Regions from separate parts of the Mus musculus genome. Here all the other regions are linked to region 1. A link is a contact called in public Hi-C and promoter capture Hi-C data. All regions are on one chromosome and are shown on one strand. Each heading gives the region's core, a stretch centred on a gene start, on an enhancer-like site or on the middle of the called end of the contact. The rest is flanking DNA. Distances are from core to core; before and after follow the strand shown.

The links. Promoter capture Hi-C pulls out the DNA fragments that hold promoters and counts their contacts. Hi-C and Micro-C count contacts between places; a contact is called where the count stands out from the background.
Region 2: a contact with region 1 is called in a promoter capture Hi-C map of liver, with 6 times the contacts expected there. The contact joins the promoter of 1700030J22Rik here to the promoter of Nudt7 in region 1. A contact is called at or near these places in 2 of 39 promoter capture datasets (liver and pre-B cells).
Region 3: a promoter capture Hi-C map of pre-B cells shows a contact between it and region 1, with 5 times the contacts expected there. The contact joins the promoter of Atmin here to the promoter of Nudt7 in region 1. A contact is called at or near these places in 2 of 39 promoter capture datasets (hippocampal neurons and pre-B cells).
Region 4: a contact with region 1 is called in a Hi-C map of regulatory T cells, with 12 times the contacts expected there. The contact joins the promoter of Cenpn here to the promoter of Nudt7 in region 1. A contact is called at or near these places in 3 of 39 promoter capture datasets (the 3T3-L1 cell line, hippocampal neurons and pre-B cells), 1 of 484 Hi-C or Micro-C datasets (regulatory T cells), 2 of 115 datasets of contacts at active chromatin or transcription factors (acute myeloid leukemia and astrocytes) and 1 of 9 other capture datasets (liver).
Region 5: a contact with region 1 is called in a promoter capture Hi-C map of liver, with 4 times the contacts expected there. The contact joins the promoter of Zfp1 here to the promoter of Nudt7 in region 1. A contact is called at or near these places in 2 of 39 promoter capture datasets (cranial neural crest and liver).
Region 6: a contact with region 1 is called in a promoter capture Hi-C map of pre-B cells. The contact joins the promoter of Dynlrb2 here to the promoter of Nudt7 in region 1. A contact is called at or near these places in 2 of 39 promoter capture datasets (the 3T3-L1 cell line and pre-B cells) and 1 of 484 Hi-C or Micro-C datasets (CD4 T cells).
Region 7: a promoter capture Hi-C map of pre-B cells shows a contact between it and region 1, with 4 times the contacts expected there. The contact joins the promoter of Cfdp1 here to the promoter of Nudt7 in region 1.

What each region holds. Positions count from the first base shown.
Region 1 is chr8:114,131,957-114,135,546 of GRCm38.p6, reverse strand. It overlaps Nudt7 (nudix (nucleoside diphosphate linked moiety X)-type motif 7), which reads right to left and starts at 1,973. Exons shown (of 4, transcript NM_024437.4): 1 at 1,847-1,973. The coding sequence starts at 1,881.
Region 2 is chr8:116,977,023-116,980,612 of GRCm38.p6, reverse strand. 1700030J22Rik (RIKEN cDNA 1700030J22 gene) reads left to right here and starts at 1,654. Exons shown (of 3, transcript NM_027103.3): 1 at 1,654-1,834.
Region 3 is chr8:116,941,548-116,945,137 of GRCm38.p6, reverse strand. Atmin (ATM interactor) reads right to left here and starts at 1,745. Exons shown (of 4, transcript NM_177700.4): 1 at 1,388-1,745. The coding sequence starts at 1,711. It also overlaps a transcript of Cmc2 not described here.
Region 4 is chr8:116,919,681-116,923,270 of GRCm38.p6, reverse strand. Cenpn (centromere protein N) reads right to left here and starts at 1,531. Exons shown (of 12, transcript NM_028131.3): 1 at 1,488-1,531; 2 at 830-943. It overlaps Cmc2 (COX assembly mitochondrial protein 2), which reads left to right and starts at 1,835. Exons shown (of 4, transcript NM_026844.3): 1 at 1,835-1,920.
Region 5 is chr8:111,641,713-111,645,302 of GRCm38.p6, reverse strand. It overlaps Zfp1 (zinc finger protein 1), which reads right to left and starts at 1,860. Exons shown (of 4, transcript NM_001037665.2): 1 at 1,691-1,860.
Region 6 is chr8:116,503,401-116,506,990 of GRCm38.p6, reverse strand. Dynlrb2 (dynein light chain roadblock-type 2) reads right to left here and starts at 1,976. Exons shown (of 4, transcript NM_029297.1): 1 at 1,942-1,976. The coding sequence starts at 1,944.
Region 7 is chr8:111,852,284-111,855,873 of GRCm38.p6, reverse strand. Cfdp1 (craniofacial development protein 1) reads left to right here and starts at 1,537. Exons shown (of 7, transcript NM_011801.2): 1 at 1,537-1,730. The coding sequence starts at 1,667.

The sequences.
Region 1 (3,590 bases), core at 724-3,223:
CTTCCACCATTCACAAACCCAGACACCTTGTAAATGTGATTCTCAAACCCAAACAGCCACAGGATCTGCTACAAGGCGGTGCCCAACAGACTCCTCCAGCACTTACCCCAAAACCTGACTCGGTGACTTTGAGGTGAGGCCCGAGGGTGAGCGCTTGATCCAACTTCCAAAGTGACAAGGTTGCCTCTGTGGCAGCTCAAGGGACTGTACCATCACTGATAGTTACCGCCAAAGTTTAGATTCAGCACCACAAATGGGACTGTTTTCATGTGGCTCTTTCCGAGTCCCTCGGATGAGCTCTATGCTTTATGCTGCTTGTTTGCATGGTGTGTGACAGTGACCACCTTATTCATGTCAACATAGAGCCTGAGAATGTGGTGTTATTCAGAAATGGGTTCTTTGCAGATGTAAGTAGTTAAGGCTCTTGAGATTGCACCATCCTGAATGTAGGGAGAACTCCCAATCCAACAACAGGTGTCTTTGAAGGAAGAGGCTATAGACATAGATGTACACACACACACACACACACACACACACACACACACACACACACACACAGAGAGACAGACAGACAGACAGACAGATGGGAATGGGGACCCAAAATCTGCTGCTATAAGCCAAGGATGATCGAAAGTTACCAGAAGCTGGAAGGGGCAATGGAACATCCCCAGAGACTTCTGATTGTGTGCCTGCTAATACCTTGATTATGGACTTCAGACCTGATTATGGGTCCTTCAGACCCAAGAGAGGCTAATTGCTATTCCTCAAGTCATCCAGTTGGTAGGACTTTGTCACAGTGGCTGTAGAAAGTGTAACATTAGTTCTCACTATTCCGCAGTATGACTGTGCAAAACCAGATGTTTAGGTCAGCCAGAACTCATTCCATCTCAAAAGCTGGGTGGAGCCGGGTGCGGTAACTAGCTCACACCTGCAACCTCCTAGTGCTTGGAGAAGCTGAGGCAGAACGACTACCGAAAGTTTGAGATCAGCCTGGGCTACCCATCATCTCCTGGAGCCTCGAGAAGTCCTCATCTGTAACTTGCTCGAGGGTAGCCGTGCAGGTAAAGTGGCCAGTTCATGAACAAGGTGGCCCTGAGCTGTGAGTGTTAATCACTAGCGCATCCTTAACAAGCCTTTGGTTAGAGGGGTTTGCTTATTCTCAAACACCGCCCCCCCCCCCCACAAGCCCCATCCCATCCATGTGACAGAGAGCTGGCTGCAAACCAATCAAATGTCCTGGAAAGGGCCAATGAAAGCTGGCACACAGTACAGCTGATACTCACAGGCCTCTGTCCAGAAAAGACAATTAGCCAGCCAAAGAGGAAGAAGGCTTTTAAACAACCCCTAGAACTGCCCAGAGGCAGCAGGAAAATAAAAGTCTAATTGTGTCGAGACAATACCATCAAAATAGGAGCAGGGCTGGCCCATTCTGTGTTGAGTTCTCAGAACAGCCTTGTAGTACTGAGGCCAGGCTGGGAGCAGCAATGCCTTGAGCAAGAACCTCGGTTATGGGTGGAAGAAGCCACCCAGGAACTTGAACTCTGTTTGGCTGATGCATAACTGTCTGGCCATGTTGGGGTTCTGAGGTTCCGCTGTGGGGGTTCCTGAAGAGTGACTCGGATTGGCAAAAGGGAAACGCTGTGACCCTGGGAGATGAGGACACGCCTGCGCGTGTGTGAATCTTGTTAGGTGAAAACCCCAACTCTGTCCCCAGGAGCAGAAGAGCAAAGTTCCGGCTGGAGGGGAGCCCTGAGGAGCCTGAACTGCAGGGTGGATAGATAGGGCCTGTGCAATGATCAGAGCCCGGCTTGGTCAGGCTCCGGTGCTTGGAGCCGGAGAGCTTTACCTGACAGGCTCCGGGAGTCCACAAGGTCGCGACATCAGCCCTGCAGTACTTCCTCTTACTAGCAGCAGGAGACTTCGGGAAGCAAATAGTTCTGACGCGCATGCGCTTAGTAGCCCCAGCTAGGAATGAGGGCGGGGACTTTTCAGGGAGGAGAGGCTGAGGGCGGGGCCCTTCAAAGACGCCCGAAGTGCTAGGGGCGGGGCCTATAGGTAGGGCGTGTTCGGGGCGGAGTTAGGTCCGAAGGTGGTGCTGACCGGATTTAAAGTGTTGAATACACTAAAAAAAAAAAAAAAAAAAAAAGATTGCTGTCTAGTAGCGTGGGCTTCTTCAAAACCATGGAGCATGTGAGAAAATTTGCAATAAGCAGTTGTAAAAAGTACTTAATTTTAAAAAATTAAAAATTAATTACGCTTGCCGGGCATGGTGGTACATGCCTTTAATCCCAGCACTTGGGAGGTAGGGGCAGGCAGATTACTCTTGAGTTCCAGGGCAGCCTGGTCTACAAAGTGAGTTCTGGGACAGCCAGGACTGTTACATAGAGAAACACCGTGTCTTGAAAAACCAAACAAAAACGAAAACCAAAAACCAAAAACAAAACATTTTATTTACTAGTGTGTGTGTGTGTGTGTGTGTGTGTGTGCGCGCGTGTGTGTGTGTGTGTGTGTGTGTGTGTGTGTGTGCGCGCGCGTGTGTGCGTGCGTGTGTGTGTGTGTGTGTGTGTGTGTGTGTGTGTGTGTGTGTGTGCTACAGAATATGTATGAAGATCAGAGGACAACTTTCAGGAGCCAGTTCTCTCCTTCCACCCTGTGAGTTCCAGGAATGAAACTCAGGTAGGTAGGCTCAGAGGCTGGGAGGGGAAAAGGAGGCTGGGTGGAGAGTTGGGGGCTTGGAAAACCAGGCCGAGCTCCTCACTCCTGGCCAAAAGAGAGTGTCTAACATGTAGCTCTCCACACCTCCACCCCCACCCCAGTATCAATGTCTCCAGTGTCCTGCTGCAATGCAGACTGCCCAGAAGCACACACCTACTAAGTCCCAGGAGGGTGGCAGGTCCCCAGTGTAGGTAGATGCTGCTGTCTGACACCTGCACCTGTTTTCAGGGATGAACTGCCTAGCAATGGGAGAGCTCCATCACCTCACACAGAGCTGAGAGAGAGTGTGAGCTGAGCGGGGAGGCTGGCCGGAACTGAGACTGGGGGGGGGGGGGGAGAGGGGAGCAAGGCAGGCTTCTCCAAAGACTGGCATAGTGTCTGACACACAAACTTAATGATGGGCTTTACAATTCATATATCCTTCCCTAATGTCACACATGAGTACAATGTATCTATTGTAAGTGATTACAATAACACCCACCTTCCATACCCCTCCATTTTCCTCCCAGAACCCCCAACCACATCTGCCTCCCCAATTCATGTCTTCTACTTCTTTTTTATTTTTCTTTTCTTCTCTTAAAATTCAAAGAAATTGAATGTAAAATTAAGTAATATATAAGAATGAGTCAAAAACTGAATTCATCCCTACATCAGTATAGTAAAAAAATATAATTCATTGTATATTATATTATTTTTTTAATGAAAGAATAATTCCATAAAAACAAGAGTACTCAGAACTCATGAGAATCCCATTATAGCTAAGGGAACAGTTGTACCACAGTTCCCGAGATTTTACATTTATTTTTATTTATGTATATAGGTATGTCTGTTTGTATGCATGCTAGAATTATAGACATATAAGCAGCCTGATGTGC
Region 2 (3,590 bases), core at 405-2,904, 2.8 Mb before region 1:
TCTGCATGGATGTTTATGAATGCCTCTAACACCAGTTCCAAAGTATCCGATCCCGCTTTTAACCGCCATGGACACCAGGCATGGAAGTAGTGCACCGACACACATTCATCCAGAATGCCAATACACTTAAAAAATAATTAAAGTTAAAAAAAAAAATTGTTCACAAGGTATTAAATCGTAAAACTCCACAAAACAAAGCAACACTTTGGAGGCTGACTATGTTGGGTTTTAGTAGAACCACTAGAGGGCGCCCCACACAGTATCTGGTATGAAAAAGACCAGTGGTATGGAACTGCAGACTCTGCTGCAGCAGACTGGAAAATTTGACCTGCCCCCTTCCCCACCCCCACTTCTGAGCTTTTCTGTGGCTGTTGAAAAGACTTGTCTACCTTCGGTTGTAAAGATCATGGTTGAGTGGCCAGGTCTGGTGGCATGTGCTTGTAATTCCAGCATTCAGAGACAGAAGGAAGCTGTTGGAGGCCAGACTAGACGTCATAGTGAAAGCCTACCTCAAAACACCGAGGAACGGAGACACATCTTGGTGACAGACTCGCTGTCTAGCAGGCGAACCTAGAAAACAATGAAAGAGTGTGTCTTTATGACTGTCCAGTATGAACATGGTGTACATACATATACACAGGCAGAACACTCATACGCATAAATCCAAAAATACATAGAAAATTTTAGAAATATGTGTCATAGCCCATTAGATACGCTGGTATAGCAATATAATTACAATATCTATCATATATGCTTGTTAAAGTATTTCCCTCATATATATGGGGGAAATAACAAATATTCACAGTCTAGAAGAGGACTTTGTTCCAACTTCATGTGTCATATACATCACATCTTTAGAGGCCGTTAATGCTATAAATCTATGCTATCGATTGTATATATGCTATACTGTATATATATTATATAATGCTATAAGTGTAAAAAGTAGTAATTCTTAGCCATTTTTTCCAAAAGCCTTTGACTCAGCCTGCTTTTGGAGACTTGTTTTCTTAATACTTTTTAAACCAGAAAGCAAAGGGACCTTGGAACTAGACATGAGTTGGGCACCAAGGGCAGCATAGTGGAGAAGTGGGCGGCCCCCTCGCGAGAAACTGCTGCTTCTGCCCCACTAAAGTGGGCAGCACCAAAAAGAACAAAACCAGAAATCCTTCCTGTCAGCAGGTGTGGAAGCCCACGCCCTCGATCCCTTCAATGTTGATTTAGGACATCGAGGAAGGAGGGTTGCCATGAGTTCGAGACCGCACCAGGCTACAAAACAAGGAAGACTCGGTCTCAAAATTATGCAACTAGGAATGAGTCGTCCCGCGAAGTTCTGCTCTCGCTTTCAACACGGGATCCCAAGAAGGAAGGGACGATTCTGCCCAAAGGAAGAAGTGGCCAAATCTCCAGACACTGTTTGTGTGGCCTCTGAGGCATTCCTTCTAGAAGGCAAAAGGCTGTTGCAGCGCAACTTGGCCGCCCAACGTCGCCAGTGCCTGCGAAGCTCTCGAAGCGTCTGGCAACGCGGCACCTAGCAACCACGCACAGAGCGACGGGAATGCTCCTTAGCCCCGCCCTCAGAGGGGACTCCGCCCTTGAGCTGGTTTGTTGCGGGGTTACGTCACTTCCGGCATGCCTGCACCTAGGCCCGCCTCCGACGCGGCCGTAACCTAGGGCAACAGCCCGGCTCTTGGGGGCCGCGACTTGCCGCTCCGGACCTTCCTTACCTCGCGGCCCCGTAGGAGCGTCTGAGTGGCTGTGGCCACGTCCTCACCCCGGGGAACACTCCCTAGACACTTCACGGGCGGCAGAGCCGCGGAAGGAAGCAATCTTCAGGGTGGGTAAGCGAGACGAAGATGGGGTACGGTTCTGGGGTAGCCTGGACTGGGCGGGGCCTAGGGAGCCGCTTGGGCCTCAGGGAGGAGCCGTTTGATAGGCGTGGTCTGTGGGGGCGTGGTTGAGGTTTCAATGGAAGGAGCTTGATGCAGCCCTCTTGATCTTCTGAAGGAAGGGTAAACTCTCAGCTTGTAGCGTGTAGGGAGCCTCTTGGAGGGAGGGAAGGAACTTATGCGGCATGAAGGAGTGTGCAGGGACTATTAGTAAAAGGGAGAAACCAGGTGGGAAGGCGTGGGCGCGAGATTCCGTCTGCCGTGAGCCTTGGGAGCCCTCAGAAGGCCATCCTTTCAGGACCCAGCCCTTAGTGAATTCAGAGAGCCGGAAAAAAAGGGGCGGAATGAAACCCCGTCCAAAACAGAAATCTAGAACCTAGGCAAAAATGAAAAAGGGCACGAGTTGGAAATGGTTGACATAGAAATGGCACACGCCCTACCCTGCAAGTGGAATTATTGGCTGTTGTAAGTTGCTATGTGGGTGCCAGGAACGAACGTGGGTCTTTGGCAAGAGTAGCAAGTGCTCTTAACTGCTGAGCCATTTCTCCAGCCCTCAGTCACCTTATTTTTATTTATTTATTTATTTATTTTTTTTTTTTTGAGACATGTTCTCTCGCTGAACCCAGAGTTCACTGATTTGGCTAGCCTGGCTAGCTGGCAAGCTCTAGGAATCCTCCTGTCTCTGCTTCCTGGCGCTGGAATTAAAGGCTTTCATTCATTATAGCAATTGGCTTTTTGTGTGGGTACTGGGGCCCTTAACTCTGTTTTCTCTACCTGTGTGGCAAGCACTGTATGACGGAGCCATCTTCTTTCTCAAGCCCATTCGAGAAGAAATGCATGGGCTTGTAAGCCAGGAAGCCTAACCTGAAAATGGTAAGCTTCAGGCTCACTGAGAAACTGTCTCAAGGGACTAAGGCAGGTGAGGAAGAGAGCAGGGGTACCTGATGTGCACACCATGTGTGTAAAAACACGAGTTTAAGAAAATGGAAAAATATGGGCTGGAAAGATAGCTAAGGAGTTTAAGAGCACTGGCTGCTCTTGCAGAGGGCCCAGGTTCAATACCCAGAACCTACATGGTAGCTCATGACTAACTCGAGTTCAGAGGATCCAATGCTCTTCTCTGGTCTCCTAGCATGCAGGGCTCGCAGCCTGCGGTACACAGACATGCTGGCAAAACATCCATACATATAAAAAAAATTTTTAAATAAGGAAAGAAAGGTAGCAATACAGACCTCCTGCATTCTAACAGAACAGTAAATTGGTATATAATTTGTGAGAAATCACAAGCGAGCCATTTAAGTACTTGGCTTAATCCCAGCACTTAAGAAACAGAGGCAGAGCCGGGCATTGTGGCGCATGCCTTTAATCCCAGCACTTGGGAGGCAGAGGCAGGCAGATTTCTGAGTTCGAGGCCAGCCTGGTCTACAAAGTGAGTTCCAGGACAACCAGGGCTACACAGAGAAACCCTGTCTCAAAAAACAAAACAAAACAAAATAAAAAAACAAAAAAAGAAGCAGAGCCAGAAGGATTGCTCCAAGTTTAAGGCCAGCTCTGTCTCAAAACACATTAGAGCGGCTGGAGAGATGGCTCAGTGGTTAAGAGCACTTGTTTTGCAGAGAACCCAAGGTTTGATTCCCAGCAACTACGTGGTGGCTCTCAGTTGTCTGTTATTCTAATGCTGTCTTCTGGTCTCTGAAGTACAAG
Region 3 (3,590 bases), core at 496-2,995, 2.8 Mb before region 1:
CCCTTGGTCAGAGCAGCAGCTTTGTTTTGTGATCAGAAATCACCCGGGGCTGGAGCTGAAGCTGGAGCCCAGAAGAGTGCTTGCCTAGAAAACCTGGGTTTGGTCCCAAGCACTGAATAAAAATGGGCATGATGATGCATGCCGGCAGCCTCAGCATTTAGGAGACTTCAGGAGCATTTAGGGCAGGAGGATCAAGAGTTCAAGGTTATCCTCAGCTACATGGTGAGTTTGAGGATAGTTTGGGCTATACAAGGACATGAACTATCCTATCAGCAAGGGGGACAACACTGAAGGCTGGTGACCGTTGTTGAATGCAAGTTGTAAGGAGCTGAGGGATTAGGCCATGGAATTATTACAGGCACACTCACTCTCCACCCCCCTAAATCATGGTGAGAGAAAGAGAGAATTTAACATTTAGGATGAAAGAGGAAGCTTCAGGTTGGAGCCTGTAGTGAGTTGTGTTCTGGAACGAGGCTCAAACCTTTACACAGAACTTCCTCAGCTTGCCCCTGCTGACATTTCCTGACTGACCTTTCCCTGACATCACTGTTGCCTTTTGTTGGCCTTACTACACTTATTGGCCTTACTACAGAGTAAAACCTAAAAGTTACAGTTGGGGAGTTCTCAGGGGTGGGGGTGGGGGATGCCCACGGTGAATTCACCTGCAGGTCAGAGAGATCCTGCAACCCTCCAAGTAATGACTCAAATCTGACCAGGGGAAAGGCGCACAAAACTGCTTTCAGTGACTTGCGTTTTCCAGTTGGAGCACTGGGGGCACTGAGATCTGACGGTGAAAGGAAGCTTTCTACTGTAAAAGCTGAGCAGCTGTGACTTAACAGGTCTGGCATGGGGGCCCTAACATCTGATTTCCTCCCCCAAGCTTCCAGAGTATACCATGGGTTTGAAAGCCACCGTCCCCATTTATGTAACACGGAGAGGTCTTGGTCAGACATCCGTCATACCAGCTACCGGTGAACCTCCTCCTTACAGATCCACGGGAGAAACCTCCCTCCCCTCTCCTTCCTGCGCAGAGTTGATCTCAGCAGCCTCGTGAAACTTGCAGCTCAAGTGCCCAGAGTCCAACCCAACCCGCAGCCGCTTTTGAGTGACCAGGTAGGACCCACCGGCAGTTTCGTGGGAGGGGCGGAAAGCCTGCGGGGTTGCATCTGGGTGCCTTGGCGACATCACCTGTCGCTCATCCTTGGAACCTGAGTAAACAGGCAGGCTCCCCGAGGTGTTGTGGGCACGCCACCGAGAAGCTGCTTGCCCGGTGCGTTGTGCGCGCTCCCCCGCGCTCTCGCCGTGCTCGGTCGGTCGGGCGCAGGTGGCAGGGCACGGCGCAAACCCCGCACACCCCGCGCCCGCGTCCCCGCCGCGGCCCGCTCACCTGCAGTCGGTGGCTCTTGACGAGGTGCATGTTGAGCGCAGGGCTGTTGGGCAGGATCTTGCCGCAGCCGCGCACGGTGCACAGAATATTGGTGCGCACAGCCCGGGACAGCTCGCTCACAGTCGGCTGGATCAGCTCCCGGGCCGGTGGCACCGGGGCCGCGGCCCGAGCCCTGGCCGGTCTCGGCCGGCTGCCTTGCAGTCGCGACTCGGGCGGCCTCCACGGGCTAGAGGCGGCGGCGGCTCCCCGCGTGCTCGCCGGCGTGGCCGGGACACCCGGGGCCGGACCCGCAGAATCGGCCGCCGCCGCCTCCGTGGCCGCCATGGCTCCCGCACGGCCGCCAGGCCCCTCTCGCAGTGCCCGCCCCCGCCGCAGCCACTTCCGGCAGGGGGCGGGGCCTCCGGGCTCATTAGCATCCGGCCGGTCGGTGGCCGCAGCGCCGCCCGCCGGCCGCGGCGAGCGCGTGTTGGAGGTTGAAGTCCCATGTGCTGGGAGAACAGGTGAATTGGATAGGTTCCATGAACCCACACTTTCTACTTCCTAGGGACCTGAGCTCAGGCAACAGCTGGATAGAAGAGAAAGAGATGCTTTCAGGTTTAACCTTTTTTTTTTGACCGTTGATTTATTGTTATTAGGAATAAATTTTATATTGTAGACTATTTGATTAGCATGCTTAAGGCCCTGGATTTGATCGGTAGCACACTAAAAACAAAACAAAACAAACTTATCTTATTCTTTGAGGCCCCGCCTGGCCTCAGAATCCCCATATAATCAAGGAGTCCTTGAACTCCTTATTCTCTTACCACTACCTCCATACTCCTGGGGTTTTACTAAGCCTAGTGGTAGCGTTAAAGATTGAACCCAGTGCCTTAGACGTGTACTCTGCCAGCTGAGCTACAGCCCAGCCCCCACAGACTAATTCTCTCTTATCTCTGAAGAGGGAAGAGTCTGAGGTGGATCTAGTCGGCTGAAAGCAAGGTGTCAGCTGGGCTTGTTCTTCCAAGGATCTTGCCTTTTTCAGCGTCTAGAGGTCACCTGCATTTCTTTGCCAATGGGCCTTCCTTTACACCAAAATCAGGAATGGGAAGTTGAGTCTGTCACATTTCATAACCGACATCTATCGTCATCATGCCACCTACTACATTGGACCTGGGTATCACAGGGCCAATGGGCTCAACTGCAGAGTCCCTTTGCCTTGGGGACATACTCAGACTCCAGGAATTCTGAAGCAGGCATTTTTGAGAATTGTTCAGCATGACGCTAGGCTTTCTTGTTCAGATTCCAGGTCCAGATTCCTGCCAACTGTACCAGGGAGAGTTACGAAGTAGAATAAATACCCCAGCAAGTGCAAGGGCTTCGGCAGTTCCCATTCAGCCACTCATGAACCTTGTGGGCAGAATGACTTCTTTGTATGTGACTGACTGGTCGGGAGAGTGGTCAAAGGGAGCTAGTGGGGCTAGGGGGATGGCTCTGTGGTTAAGAGCACTTAATGTTCTTACACAAGACAGGTTTGATTCCAAGCACCCAAATGGTGGTTTACAACCATCCATAACTCCAGTTCCCAGGCACGAATGTGGTATACATACACAGATGCAAACAAAGCACTCATACAAATAAAATCAAACCATCCCCCCTCCCCCTTAAAAAGGTATGTATGGAGGAAATGTCTTTAAGCCTTAGTTAGGGTTTCTATTGTGATAAAACACCGTGACCAAAAAGCAAGTTGGGGGAGGAAAGGGTTTATTTGGCTTAGACTTCCAGATTGTAGCCCATCACTGGAGGAAGTCAGGACAGGAACTCAAACAGGGTAGGGATCCGGAGACAGGAACTGATGCAGAGGCCATGGAGGGGCGCTGCTTACTGGCTTGCTCAGCCTGCTTTCTTATAGAACCCAGGATCACCAGCCCAGGGATGGGACCATCTCTCTCATCAATCACTAATTAAGAAAATACCCTTCAGCCTGAAAATACCCTTGCCTGCAGCCTGATATTAGGAAGGCATTTCCTGAAACTGAGATTCCCTCCTCTCAGACAACTCTAGCTTGTATCAAGTTGACGTGAGAACTTGTCAGCACAAAGCCCAAATACTCAGATCACTGAGGGACGAGGGAAGCGCCTGACATGTCTGACCAAGCTAAAACTTAAAATGGTTCCATATCGGATGACCCACAGCCTGTACACATTACTGTATAAGTATTACTTAG
Region 4 (3,590 bases), core at 282-2,781, 2.8 Mb before region 1:
ACATGGAGTTCAACCCAGGGATCTGATGGGGAAGGAAAGGCTGACACCTGGTGCCAGTCAGAGGGAGCTTTTCTGTCTCCTTGTCAGACCCTCTTGCAGAAGGGACTGCAACACCAGGGCAACGATGTCTCAGAGATGGGAGGACCACACCGTGACTAGGGCTGCTTAGTTGTGTATACCCTCTGCTTTCTGTTGAATCTTCTGTTTCAGGACTCAACACTTGGTGTGTGGGTCACTAGACCTCTTTGCTCTTCCCAGTGTGGCCACACTGAATACATGTCTCTTTTCTGCCTCTCATTTAAGACTTGTCTTTTTTAGCCAGGCGGTGGTGGCGCACATCTCTAATCCCAGTACTTGGGAGGCAGAAGCAGGCGGATTTCTGAGTTCAAGGCCAGCCTGGTCTACAAAGTGAGTACCAGGACAGACAGGGCTATAAAGAGAAACCCTGTCTCGAAAAAACAAAACAAACAAACAAACAAACAAACAAAAGACTTGTCCTTTTAAGTGGCCTATGGAGCCTAGCTTGTTAGGGCTGCCAGGGCTGGGGGGTTCTGATCCTAGCAATTTCAGTCACCATGAGCCAAATCACACAGCGAGTCTGGTCACCCAAGAACAATCTCATATGCACTTGACTAATGACTGATGGAAGAGTGACTGGATACCCACCCTAAGCGGTATGCACAAGGGAAGGATATAGTTCCACTGTCTGTCAACTATTAAACCAACACCTTGTTCGTGACAACATCTGAGAGCGTTTTCCTGATCCTCAGTGAGGTAAATTAGAGGAGAGTGTATGCAAAGCAGGCATTTCTCCTATCCCAGTACTGACCAGGCCAGATGCGGCTATAAACTTCGGAGATCAGGGCCTTCGGGGTGGGGTGCCCAATCCTTAGCACTTCCGAAGATTCTTAATTCTGAGTGATCTATCTGCACCATGCCCTTCCTAAAAGAAATGACAGAAAGGGCGTAACACATCAACAAAGTTAGCAAGTCTTTGAGTGAACTTTCTGCCCTGTTACTATTTCAATTTCTATTTTCTAGCGCTTTATTCATGGTAGCAGCTAAGACAAGGCTGTTGAATGTACACGTGACAATAACGATCCGGTAGACCCGCATGGAGCACAAGGAGTATAGCAACAGGAGGCATGGACAAAAACTGAGGCGAGGCTAGGAATTAGAGAGCTGACACCTAGGCTCGACGGAACCTAAGGATCAAAGTAAAGCAGCTCTTGAGCGGGCAGCCCGGAGCCTCCATGGCATAAACGCCAAGGGACATAAAACCCCGCCCCACTCCGGGCGGATATGACGCCATGGACGCTCATCCCGGCCCTCTTGGCCCGGACCCGGCCTCCACTAGTGTCACTCCTAGGCTAAGATCCCGTGGCGGAACTGCGCCGTGGCAAGGCCCCCGTAGATGTCTGAGGCCTGGCTCCTGTAGTCCTCCCGCCGCCTCCGAGTCCAATTCGGTGTCGCTGAGGCTGCCTTACCAGTCCACATCGCCCGCCGTCTCTGCAGCGGTTCCCGCCGAGGTGCTTTTGAAGCCGCCAATGGCCGCTCGGGCCCCGCCCACCTGGCAAGCCCTCCGCACTGCTTCGGCTGCACGGGGGGACGCGGCTGTGGGCGCCTGATGGAAAACGCTTTAGATCCCCAGAGTCGCTGTACTCAGAGACAGGATCATGTAAATATAATTGTTCTCCGTCTCGAATTCCACCTGGCAGTCATCTCTGTGTGCTGTCCCCGCCGAGCCCCGGTGGGATGGCCCTAGATCCCCCTCAGCATGGGACAGTGGACCGGTCCAGGCGGAGCGATGCATGCAGGATGACGCATGCGCGGAGCGTCGGTGCTTGCAAGTCCTAAGGGAGCTGCGGGCTCCGTGTCGGTGACTTCTCTTTCTGTGCTTCTTGTAGGGGCTGAGTGACGGTGAGTGTCGGGTGTCCTTCAGCCTCCGGGCATCTGGCTGCCTGTGGCGGAAGGACGCGGCTCTTTAGCTTCCCACGCCGCGCTAGGTTCACCCATGTCCCTGCCCTTGGACCTTTACTAGGAACACTCTTCTTGGTGAGCCGCGGGCATGAGCTGTCACACTGCTGAGATCTGCCCGCCGCTCGCTGGCATTGCGACCTTGGGCGCGCGCCTGGTCGAGTGCGCGTACCCTGCTGCAAAACTTTGGAGATGCGTGACACTGAGGGCGCATTGAGCTAACTGTTCTGGCTGATAACTAATCTAGGGAGCTGCCGTCAAAAGTTTCTTTACTGAAAAGTCACTGGACTGGCTGGTGATGTGGGTATCTGTAAAGATCCCCCACGGTACACTTGACAAGGAAAGTAATGTTTAGGGTCCGTTAGATAGGCTTCGAGGACGACTGTGAGTGTTTTCACAATAGATGTATTAGAAGCCTCTGTTAAAACTTCTCGAAATCAAACAAAACCCCAGGCAAGGAGGGTAGGATGGTTTGCTTCAATCTCAGCTCTGGGGAGGTGGTGGAGGCAAGAATCAGGAATTCAAGGTCACCCTCAGCAACATAAGGAATTTGAGGCTACACTAGACCCTGTGTTAGTAACAAAACCCACTTTAAATGTATGCAACTTTGCCTTGGCAAAGGGATTCTCTTGACATCTTTTCTGTCTTGTACATCCAGGCCTTGGTATTTGGTTGATCGAAGTGAAAATACGCCTCTCCATTTTCAGTGTTAAATGTCAACATTCAGCAGACATTTATTTCTTTTTTCCTCTAAAATTTCCCTGGTCTTAGCAGACTACTTACCTGCCTACCTGGCACTAGTAGGAGATTGTTCCAGAATGATGCAGAGGAGGCCTATTCTTTTTTTTTTTTTTTTTTTTTTTGGTTTTTCGAGACAGGGTTTTTCTGTGTAGCCCTGGCTGTCCTGGAACTCGCTTTGTAGACCAGGCTGGCCTTGAACTCAGAAATCCGCCTGCCTCTGCCTCCCAAGTGCTGGGATCAAAGGCGTGCGCCACCACGCCCGGCAGAGGCCTATTCTTTTGAGAAGCAGTTTTAAGGTGATAGTTGAGAAATGATCATGTGTGTGTGTGTGTGTGTGTGTGTGTGTGCGTGTGTGTGCGTGCACGCCTGCCTGTCAGAAGATGCTCACTGGAGTTAGTTTTCTCCTTCCACCATGTGTGTTTTGAAGATTGAATTCAAGTCCTCATGCACTTGCTGGCCTTAATTAGTGTGTATTTTTGTATGTGTCTGTTTTGGGATTGGGCCTGACCTCAGTCCAGCCAACCCTCATGCTCTATGTCTATATCTGCCTTACGGATTTGAGACCTGCTTTCTCCTTAACTGTGTTAGCTTGCTGTTTTGGCTAGGTTGGCTAGCCATGAGAACCTTCTTGGGGTCTGCCTGACCCGATCTCCGCAATAAGGGGTGCAGACACCTAAGGCACAGCAAGAGCTTTACCCACCAAACATCTCTCCAGCTCCTTGCTTATTTTAAACTATTAGGAATGGCAACTGTAGTGTAAGTTTCTTTCTTGGGCAGCCAGAATAGCAAAATCTCTCTAAAAGAAATACAGATGGCGTTAAAATATAGGGATGTCACCTCTTATAATACCTTCTCTTATCAGCACGCATTTC
Region 5 (3,590 bases), core at 611-3,110, 2.5 Mb after region 1:
TAGGAGGAAAACGTGTGTATGATGCAGAAACAGATAGTATTAGAAGGAGAGTGTAGTTTAACGGGAAAGTACAGCAGGCTAGTGAACTAACGTTTATGGAGAGATTGTCAATCTTGGACCTGAGGCTATGGAATTGTTAAGATATGGAAACAAAGATTAGAGAATTAAAAGATGATATGCATATAAAAAGTTAGTCCTTCATTCTCCTTGCTACTGGAGGGACTGGAGAGATCAATGCCTAGAGAGAGATCAGACAGAGCCACCTGCTTTACTTGCGAAAATGTTAAAACTTTGTAAAGATTTATTTAATATATGTAAGTACACTGTCACTGTCTTCAGACACACCAGAAGAAGGCATCAGATCCCACTACAGACGGTTGTGAGCCACCATGTGGTTGTTGGGATTTGAACTCAGGACCTTCAGAAGAGCAGTCAGTGCTTTTACCCCACTGAGCCATCTCTCCAGCCCAGTAAGAGATTTTTTTTTTTTTTTTTTTTTTTTTTTTTTTTTTTTTTTTTTTTTTTGGAGACAGTGTTTCTCTGTGTAGCCCTGGCTGTCCTGGAACTCACTTTGTAGAAATCCGCCTGCCTCTGCCTCCCAAGTGCTGGGATTAAAGGCGTGCGCCACCATGCCCGGCAAGAAATCATTTTAACCTCAGTAGTCTGTCACTTTTCTGTTCTTATAGCCACTTTAATGACTGTCTGCTGTGCCAGGAAACCGCAAAAGCTATGCCCAGCTGCCGTGAAGAACAGACTGTGTTCAAACAATAAGAAACCACAAGAACTGTGCCCTGCTGCCCGTGAAGAGAACACTGTGTTTAAGAGATAAGGAAATGTACTTTTGCTTAGCTTTCATTTCAAAGAAACGGGGGTTGGAGGTTCGGGATTACTGGAATTTATGTAACCATGGATTTTTTTTTTTAGAAAATGATTAACAGCGGTAAAAAGATTTAATGAATAAATCTTTAGTAAATAAAAGACTGGGTTCAGTTTCTGACAAGAGAACACATGAACTGACAGCTTGTATCCACTACTGACTCATATATTATTCAGTCAGCACCACTCCCACTCACCCCTTTCTCAGGACCATCCTCACCTCAAGCTGAGGCTGGACCTCGGCAACATACTTATATGAAAACTTTTACCCAAGCTAAACAGAAAAGTCAATATTAGAAAAAAAGAAAAGCCAATGTTAGGAAAAAAAAAAAGAAAAAGAAAAATCTGTTATACTGACGCTCAAACCGGAAGTAACGGGATAGACGTGATAATTCCGTGACAATATAACTGGAAACACCAGACACCAGGAACAAGGAGGTTCCAGGAGCCCGCAAAGCCACCGTGGGGGCGTGGCTAGCACCGTGAGCCCCGCCCCCACACCCTCGTGGAGGGTCAAGCGCGCGCCCGCCCGCCAGGCTTCCAGACTCGCCCCCGCGCGGCCTGAGCCCCGCGACGGCCAGCAGTGGCGCGTCTCCCCCCAAAGGGAGGCTGAGCCCGGGAGCTGCCCGTCCTCCTCCGACCCCACACACGCCGACCGCGAACAGCCCATAGGGACCGACTCTCAGAAGAGCTCGAGGCCCGACCCTACGCCCAGGGGTCGCCGCGGCCCGCAAGGCGTCGAAGTTGAGACTCCCACTCCGGCGCAGACGCGACCTTCCTCCCGGGCCCGCGCATCCCGGCCTTGCAGACATACCTGGAGGGGTCTAGCCTCCACTCGCGGTTCCGGGTCACGAGGCTCGCGGAGAAGGGGGCTCTTGTCACCCACTCGCGACTGCAGGTGGGGGAAGGGCGAGCGCTAGCGCTTTTGCGCAAGCGTGCACCTTGTGGAGCGAGCGGCCGTTCCCAGAGTCCTCGGAGCTGTGACGCTGAGGTGTAGGACTACAATTCCCATAATGCCTCTGAGCCGCGCTGCTAGGAACTCTGGGAAACGTACGCATTATTAGTTGGGTAGGGACCGTTTTTTCCAAGTTAACAGTCTGGTTTGTGTTACGGTCCCTTTCATCTTCCTGTGCTGTTAAAAACCCGGATTTGGAGTAACTGATTAAAACTTTCAACAACAAAATATGTGCGTTAAAGCAAATCTCAACCGCACTGGAAGCACACACCTTTCTGGGTGTGGTAGTGCACGCCTTTAATTCAAGCTAGTGAGAAGTAGAAGCAAGCAGAGATCCCTGGGAGTTGGAAGACTTAGAAAGTCTCAGTCCAGTCAAGGCTACAAAGTGAGATCCCCGTGTTACACCCACCCAGACACACACATTACCACTACCACCATTTTCCTTAACCTCTCGGCTCTACAGTTACTTTTGGAAGCACTGGCACAAATAACCCCATGTTTGTTGGTTTGAGACAGGGTCTTGTCAAGCCTAGGCTGGCTTCAAACTAATGATCTTCCTGTTTCAGCTCCCTGCTTACTGGGTTCTGGAGAGGGGAGGAAGCTAAGTAAACTCACTTCAGATACAAAAGCTTCAAAATGAAAGCTTCATTTTCTGTATGGGGCAGCCAGTTCTGGATCTGAACCTCGTCCCCCAAGGGAGACTGCACTGCAGGATGGGAACACAAAGGGGGGCGGGGAGGGGCTGTTGCAGTGACTAATCATATTTTGACACAAGGAGTTAAGGAAGTTTAACATTGGTGGTTGTGCCTTATCCTGGTTTCAATGTCCTGAGTCAGCTTTTGCAGTCAAGTCCCCTCCTGGACTCTGACCTGGCATTTAGAATGATAAGGGAACTGCACGTAGTCCGTTAAATCACGACAGGAAATAAATACACTTACTATTTGCATGCCTTAGTTAGATAATGGGATAATGGCAAAACCCCCTTTTTATATCCATTACTGGTTAACACACAGACATGAAACACCTGAAGAAGCAGGATAGGAGTTGATTCTGGGATCTGGGAACATGAACTCAGTTTTGGCCCTGCCAGCAAGATGGAACTTGTTTCTGAGATGGTTAGACTCATGAAATGTCTCCTAACAGGCGAACGGTACCATGCTCAGTATGATTTTATTTCTGTTTTGACCGTGATTATGAACACTGCATAGCTGCATGCATATGGTGCACATCCATACATATAATAGTCAAAACACTCATGCACATAAAATCGTAAAAATTTGTTGTTGATGATAATTTTAACTTTGCATAAAATATACACAAAACTATTTCTGAGGCATGGGGGGGTCAGGAAGGAAAGGAACGGGGATAGAATTGATCCCAGTGCTCAGAAGTAGAGCAGCAGGAGTAGGTGAAGGCTGATCTGGGCTATGGGAGACTGCCCCTCACATAGAGGGGGAGTAATCTCTAATCTCTCTAATCTCAGCACTTGGGAGACTGAGGCAGGGTCACTGCTATGAGTGTGATACCAACCTGGGCTGCTACACAGTGAGTTCTAGGCTAGCCTGGGATAGAGAGTTGAAGACCAATCTCAAAACTAGAGCTGGAGCCTGCTGTGGTGTGCTCAATTTTAATCCCAGCACTCAGGAGGCAGACACCATTGAATCTCTGTGAATTTGATGCCGTCTTAGATTGCATAGTGAGTTCCAGTACAGCCAGGGCCATGTAGATTCTTCTTAAAAAAAAAAAAAAAAAAAAAGCA
Region 6 (3,590 bases), core at 727-3,226, 2.4 Mb before region 1:
CAAGCTTACAAAGGGCAATTCTGTGCAAGCATTGTATTGCAGGATGCCGGAGCACCCTGGCTGTGTCTTGGTTGAAGCGGAATGTTCGGCTATGGGTGTCTGCATTAGGGACTCGCATCTGGGTTTTACGCTTACCTTTTTGAGCTGGCTGAGACTAAAACCACTCGGTTCCCTGTGCTGTCTTATTCCCAACAGCACATTGCGACTATTTACACTTCTTGTAAAAATATAGTTTATTATTTTATAGGGATGGATGCTTGTCTGCACGTATGTCTGAGCACCATGTGCATGCGTAGGGCCAGTGGAGGCCAGAAGAGGGTGTCAGATCACTTAGACATAAAGTTACAGACAGCTGTGAGATATCAGGGGTTGCTGAGGCTTGAACCTGGGTCCTCTGCAAGAGAACCTAATGCTTTTAACCACTGAGCTTTCTCCACAGCCTCATATGCATTTTTTTTGGATTTTTTTTTTTTTGAGATAGGATTTCACAGTATATAGCTCAGCCTGGTCTTGAACTTGCAGCAGTCCTCCTGCCTCAGCCTCCTGAGTGCTGGGACTCCAGGCAGGCATTACCGTGCTCCACTTAGCCAGGCAGTTTTGTGATGAGAATCTATTCTATTGTTTTCTTTCCCAACATCTCACAAGTGAACACTACGTTACTTCAGTCAGAGACAGGCTTCCTTCTGCACCCATTGTGGAGGTGAGCAAGCACTTTTCTCGTTTTTCCCACCACCAGGGCAGGTGTCTTTTGAGGAAATGTCAGGCTGGATTAGTGGCTTTCCTCATGGTGGACACTGGTAACATTTAATTTAGCATGTTCTTTAAACTACACCATGGCCCAAAGCTTGGAGAAATGCATCTGCAGAGGCCACCCCAGGTCACAAACGGGCTGTCACAAATAAAGAGGACTGTGAAAACAAAGGAAGAGAGCATATGTTTACATTTCAGTAACACGAAAGCTCTGAGCCTGAGGTGTCCTCTGGAAAGGAAAAGGAGACATCGCCAGTGACAGTAATAGCAAGAATCTGATAGTGCCAGGGACTTGTTTTGTCTCATACACAGCCTGGGACAAAACCAAAACCAAACCAAACCAAACACCAAAACCAAACAACAAACAAACCAACCCAACCGACCAACCAAGAAAACGCAAACCCCAGTAAATGTAGACATTTTTTTCTTGGGGTATCTCTCTGACACTTGGCATTTCTTGGTCTCCTTATGTCTGGCACAGAATACTCACAAACCAGCCCAGTTCTGATCGCCTTAGGGGCTCCTCAAAGTCACGGACCTCTCCTCCCTTCCTCCACTGCTCCTCTCAGCTCTCTGCTCCTCACCTTTCCTCTCCTCCAAGGTGGTTCTCTTCTGACTCCCAGACCCCTATTGCAACCTCCTGTGTCCCCAGGCCACTCCTGTGCCTCTCCTCCTCTCCCCTTCACTCTCCTTCCCTCCTCCTCCTCTCCCTTTCCCTTTTCTCCAACCCTTTTCCTTCGTTTCTTTCTCTCCCATCCCCTTCCTTCTCTTCTCTTCCCCTTTGCCTTTCTTTTTCCCTTTCCTTTTTTTTTCTCTCTTCTCTCTCCTTCCTTTTCTGTGCAGGCGAGGTTGGGGTAGCATCCCACCTTCCTCCCCGCGTTCTCTCTCCATTCCTCGCCCCCCCTCCTAGTTTTTATTTCTTCCCTCTTTGTCTCTTACTCATCTCCCAGCCCCCTTCCCATTTTTTTGTTCTCCTGGTCTCCTTCTTTCTCAGCTTGGGATCTTTCTTTCTTTCTCCACCTCTGTCATAGCTCTTTGCAAACTTTTCTGGCTCCCAGATTCATCTCAACACCTCCCGTTTTTTCAATAGCGCCCTTTCCAGCTGTCATCCAGTAAATGGTGAGACCCTCCCAGGACAGCTGTGCACATGAGTCTCCCCCTCTACCCTTCTAGACAAGAACTCAGATTTACCATCGCGCCTGTGGGACAGCTCCTGGCTCAAGTCTGAGTTGCAGTTTCTGTGGATGTCAACAACGCTTCCCCCGTTGCTAGGCAACCAGGCAGGAAGTGGCTTTCTGAAAGCTATGGGCTGCGCCTGCGCAACGGTTAGGCTGTTTCTGAAGCCGGCTTTTCCGCCCTGCATGTGGCAGGTTGCTTTGCAGCCTAGCAAAAGAAGGCAGGCACGGACGTTCCTTCCCAGGAACCTCAAGGCGATGGGGTCGTGGCAGGATACAGTCTCTCCTGGGTTTAACTTTTCTTCTTTTTCATGCTTTCTGGAGATGTGGCCGGCACTTGTCCCTGAGTCAGGCAAGTGTAGGTAGCCACTTGACCGCCCCCACGTGAGATATATGATACACACATGGGTGCCAATAATACCATCCTGAGATATAGAACTATCCATGTGGGAAACAATAACACACTGTGGATATGGTAGCACGCAGGGAAGGTGCTCATGTCCTAAAACCAACCGATTTCACTTTATCTCTGAGAATTTGGTACTAGAGCTGAGCCGATCTAGAAAGGGTTTGTTCTGCTGCTGTGATAAACAAACAAACAAACAAACAAAGAGCAACTTCGAGGAGAAAGGGTTCCGTCTAGCTTACAATTCCAGGTCGCAATCATTGTGGGAAGGCAAGGCAGGAGCTTGAAGAATCTAGTTAGATCCACACTCAGCAGGGGGAGAGAATGAGAGAGGGGGGAGGGGGAGAGGGAGAGGGAGAGAAAGGGAGGGAGCGATAGAGGAGGGAAAGTAAGAAAAAGCAGAAGAGAAAGAGGGAGGAAGGAAGAAAGAAGGAAGAGGAGGAAGCCTTTATCCACAGCTGTGATGGGAGGCAAGCAGGATTCCAGCAGGAGCAGCTCTGGCAGGAGAACAACAGCTCAGAGAGAAGTGGCCAAAGTGACTTCCAACCAGCAGTAAAGTCTGATTCTGCGCATAGGGAATCAATGGGGGAGAACGGGAGCCACTTTCTCCTCATCGACCTTTCCCTCCAATGATTTCTCGGAGGTAGCTTGGTTTAATTTTGATGCCTTCTCTTTGGGGTGGGACTATGATGGATATCCAAGGTGGTGCTTTATAAAGCGCCTTGAAGGAATCCAACATGTTCTCGGGCCCCGTCCTAGGTACTGGGAATTCTTTCCACCCCTTCCACCACCTCCCAACTCTCCCCCTTCCTTTAAATTCATGCTAAGTGCTAAATAACCTTCAACTCCACTGAAAGTGTTAGTTACTAAAACTTGCAAGCACTTGGAAAAACCAAACCGTAGGCATATTTTACTCTTCCTTGCCCTTAACTGTCAAAAACCAGAACTTCCTTCCCAACAAGAGGGGGTCTCTCTTGTTTGTTGACTGTCTCCATTCTGATAGAATCGCAGTAATGCTGTGACCTTGAGTTTCCCCTTGGTATCTTATTTACTTTTCTATGTAGCTTTGGCACTCTTTTGGCAACCATTGAGTTGGACTGCACTTTTTATATCTTGTGTTCATTTTCCTTGTGAGATTTTCCTATTATAGTACTCTACTTTAGGGCATCTTAAGCTTTATCCAGTTACAACCCATTTCTCCCACCCCCGACAAATTTATTATTCATTTTATGTGTATAGGTGCTTTGCCTACATGTATG
Region 7 (3,590 bases), core at 288-2,787, 2.3 Mb after region 1:
CCTGCCCCTCTAAAAAAGAGTATTACTATGTAGTGTTGACTGACCTGGAACACTTTATGAAGATCAAGCTGGCCTTGAACTCACAGAGATCTCCCTGTCTCTGTCTCCTGATTGTTGGAATTAAAATCGTGTGCCATCACCACACAGGGCTTTCTGCCTCATTCTGTTAAGCATCTCAGCATAAGGGCCAGAGGAGGTGACATGCTTAAATTTGAGGGCACAATTAAGCATTGGGTCACATTCTTCTACGTCACCTTCCCCAGCCCCCTTTAGATGTATTCCACACTGATATTTTGACGGCTGTGAACTCTTAGGCTGATTCCCATTGCCATCCCATTGGTCAACTCCCACCAGGTTTTACCCACTCATCCAGAGCATTGGTTGGTCCTCCCGATGTCTCTGCTAAAATTTCCTATTGGTTGTTCCTACGGATTTCTCTGCTAAGATTTCCTCATCTTCCTCCTTCATGTGCTCCGAGAGTTCGATTATTCTCAGTACAGTATGCATTATATTCTCATCACAGTTTTAAAAAAATGTGTGTATATATATATATATATAAAGGCGTGCGCCACCACGCCCGGCAGAAGGTGATTTCTGAGGGACTAGGGGCATGGCTCAGTGGGTGAAGGTGCTTGCTGCACTGTACTACATACATGCCTGGTGCCTATTGAGGTCAGAACCAGGGCGGTAGTGAACCGCCATGTTGGGGATGCTAGGAACCAAACCTAGTTTTGCTGCAGAAGCAACAAGTACTGTTAACCTTTGGGCCGTCTCGCCAATCCTCACATACTCACAAATTTAACTGCTTTTCCATCCATCTTTCCCGTTGTTTCAAAAGTGTCAATCTAGCACTTTGTGTAGTGGCTTCCCTCACAGATAAGCGGATTTCCTTTTGTCTTTTAGTGATTATCGGATTGTTGATTCATTAATGCTGAACTTACTGCCAACAGTACTTGTAACTCAGGCCTGAATGTAGCTTACTTAACAGGCCGAGTTTCTCAGGAAAGAGCGTCGCAGTCTTCTTGCGCTTAGAATATTAGACAGAGTTTCGGTAGTGTTCTTGGGAGCAATTTTAGGCAGAAAAAAAAAAAAAACAAACAAAAACAAAAATGCAGGGAAAAGGCACAAAAACTGCATTAAAGAATTCGATTCTAGCGAGAGAATTGAATCAAAAAGGCAGAGCCTCAGCCTTGCTCAAAAGTTGATGGGAACTTTAGCATCTATCTATTCAGCTTTCAGTTTTTACTCGCTGAGCATATCCGGGAGCGACATTTTAATCTCTGATTTTAGAGTTAGAAAAAATATTAGCTTGTGAGCAAATTTCAAAATAAAAAGACAAGTATAAAGAGAAAGTACTATTTCCGCAGATAAGCCATTCTCCATTAAGGACGCACGGTACCGTTGAAAACTACAAGCCCCAGCATGCATCGCTTCTGAGAGGTGGGGGTCCGGAATCCCACAAGGGCCCGGTGAGTGTAGACTGACCAATCGCAGCAGCCGGAAGTGTCGTCTCTGACCACGTGGCACTGCCTGCGCATGTGCGCTCGCCTCTAGGGCGGCCCTAGCTGCTGGTCCTGTACCCCTATGGTCTCGCCCTATATCTAGCTTCGCTATTTTGGGGCAGTGGCCGCAGTCGTGTGGGTAGCAGGCCCCAAGTGACAGCAGCATGGAGGAATTCGACTCCGAAGACTTCTCCACATCGGACGAGGATGAGGACTACTTGCCGTCCGGTGAGCGATTCGGCCTGAGGCGAAAGGAGGGTGGTTTCCACGCTTCACACCTCACTCGAGACTCTCCCGGACGGTCCCCAGGGCGTGGGCCTCGTGATCGCGAGGTCCCCACGGCCCGTGGGCTCCGGAGTTCGGGTTATCAGGACCCCGGCCCTCAGGCGGCCTGGAACACGCATGTGTCGGTTCTGCATAGCTGCTGTCCTGGGCCGCCGCCCCCTCGGAGCGCGGGAACAGGCGCGTGAAGCCCGCAGGCTGAGCGTACTACCTACCTACCGGCTGGTTCTGGAAGCCGACCCGGACATTGGAGATTGTTTTTAGGGAATTGCCAGCTTCCTTCACGTCCGAAACTCAATTGTCCGCCTCTGGGTTCGGAAGGGATCGGCTTGTTAGAAAGTTGATGTGATAATGTGTTTTCCCTCTTTGCAGGAGCTACCCATCGTCCTCTTTTAAGAACTTTTTCAAAAGTTTTATTTTTAGAGATTTTATGGCACGTATATCAGTGTTTTTTCCTGAATGTCTGTCTGTCTCTGTACATCATGTGTGTGCCTAGGGCTTCTGGGACTGGAGTTACAGGTGGTTGTAGAGCTGAGTCGTCTCGCCAGCCCCTTATTATTTTTGTGTATGTATGGCGGTGCATTCAGGTGGCCAAAGAGGACAGAAGGGGGTATCGGGTCCCCAGGTGAAGGAGTTACACTCAGTTGTGAGCCGCCCGACTCTGGAACCAAAGTCAGATCCTTTGGAATGAAGCGCACACTCTTTTTTTTTTTTTTTTTTTTTTTTTTTTTTTTTTGAGACAGGGTTTCTCTATAGCCCTGGCTGTCCTGGAACTCACTTTGTAGACCAGGCTGGCCTCGAATCCACCTGCCTCTGCCTCCCAAGTGCTGGGATTAAAGGCATGCGCCACCACGCCCGGCTGAAGCGCACACTCTTAATGGCCTAGCTATCTTTTTTTTCTTGGGGTGCGGTAGAGGAGCACACTAAGAATCCAGCTTATGCGAGGTCCAGACAAATCTTTTAAACATTTATGTGTGTGAGTGTTTTGCCTACATGCACATCTATTTGTATGTATCTACATGTATATTTAGTGTCTTCAGAGCCTAGAATAGGTATTAATATCCCCTGGAAGTCGAATTATAGACGATTGTGGACCCTTGAATCGGGGCTAGGGATTGTAAGTGGACCCTTTGAAAAAGCAACCCGTGTTCTTAACTTCAGCCAGTATGTCTTTTTTGTTTTGTTTTGTTTCGAGACAGGGTTTCTCTTTGTAGCCCTGGCTATCCTGGCACTCACTCTGTAGACCAGGCTGGCCTTGAACTCAGAAATCCGCCTGCCTCTGCCTCCCGAGTGCTGGGATTAAAGGCGTGCACCACCAATGCCCAACTACCAGTACATCTTAATACCAAAACATACTCCCTTCTCATCTTGTACCTTGCCCTGGCTTAGGCGTTTCCGTAAAGTTATTTATTCCAGTGTAGTTGCTTAGGCGAAAAGTAACTCTAGGCGTTGTGGATAAGAAAGCTAGCTGTGCAGCTTAAGATCCTGAGTTCAGATGCCCAGCACCCACAGAAAAGCTGGAGGTATCTTGTGGGTGCCTCTAACTGTGGCCTTTTGAATGTTGACAGGAGCAATCCTCGGATCTCACTGGCTTAGTGAGCTTCTGTCCAGTGAGAAACACTGTCTCAAAAACATTAGGTAGGGCTGGAGAGATGGCTCAGTGGTTAAGAGCACCGACTGCTCTTCCGAAGGTCCTGAGTTCAAATCCTAGCAACCAATGGTGGCTCACAACTACCCGTAATGAGATCTGACGCCCTCTTCCGGTGCATCTGAAGACAGCTACAGTGTACTCACATATAATAAAAT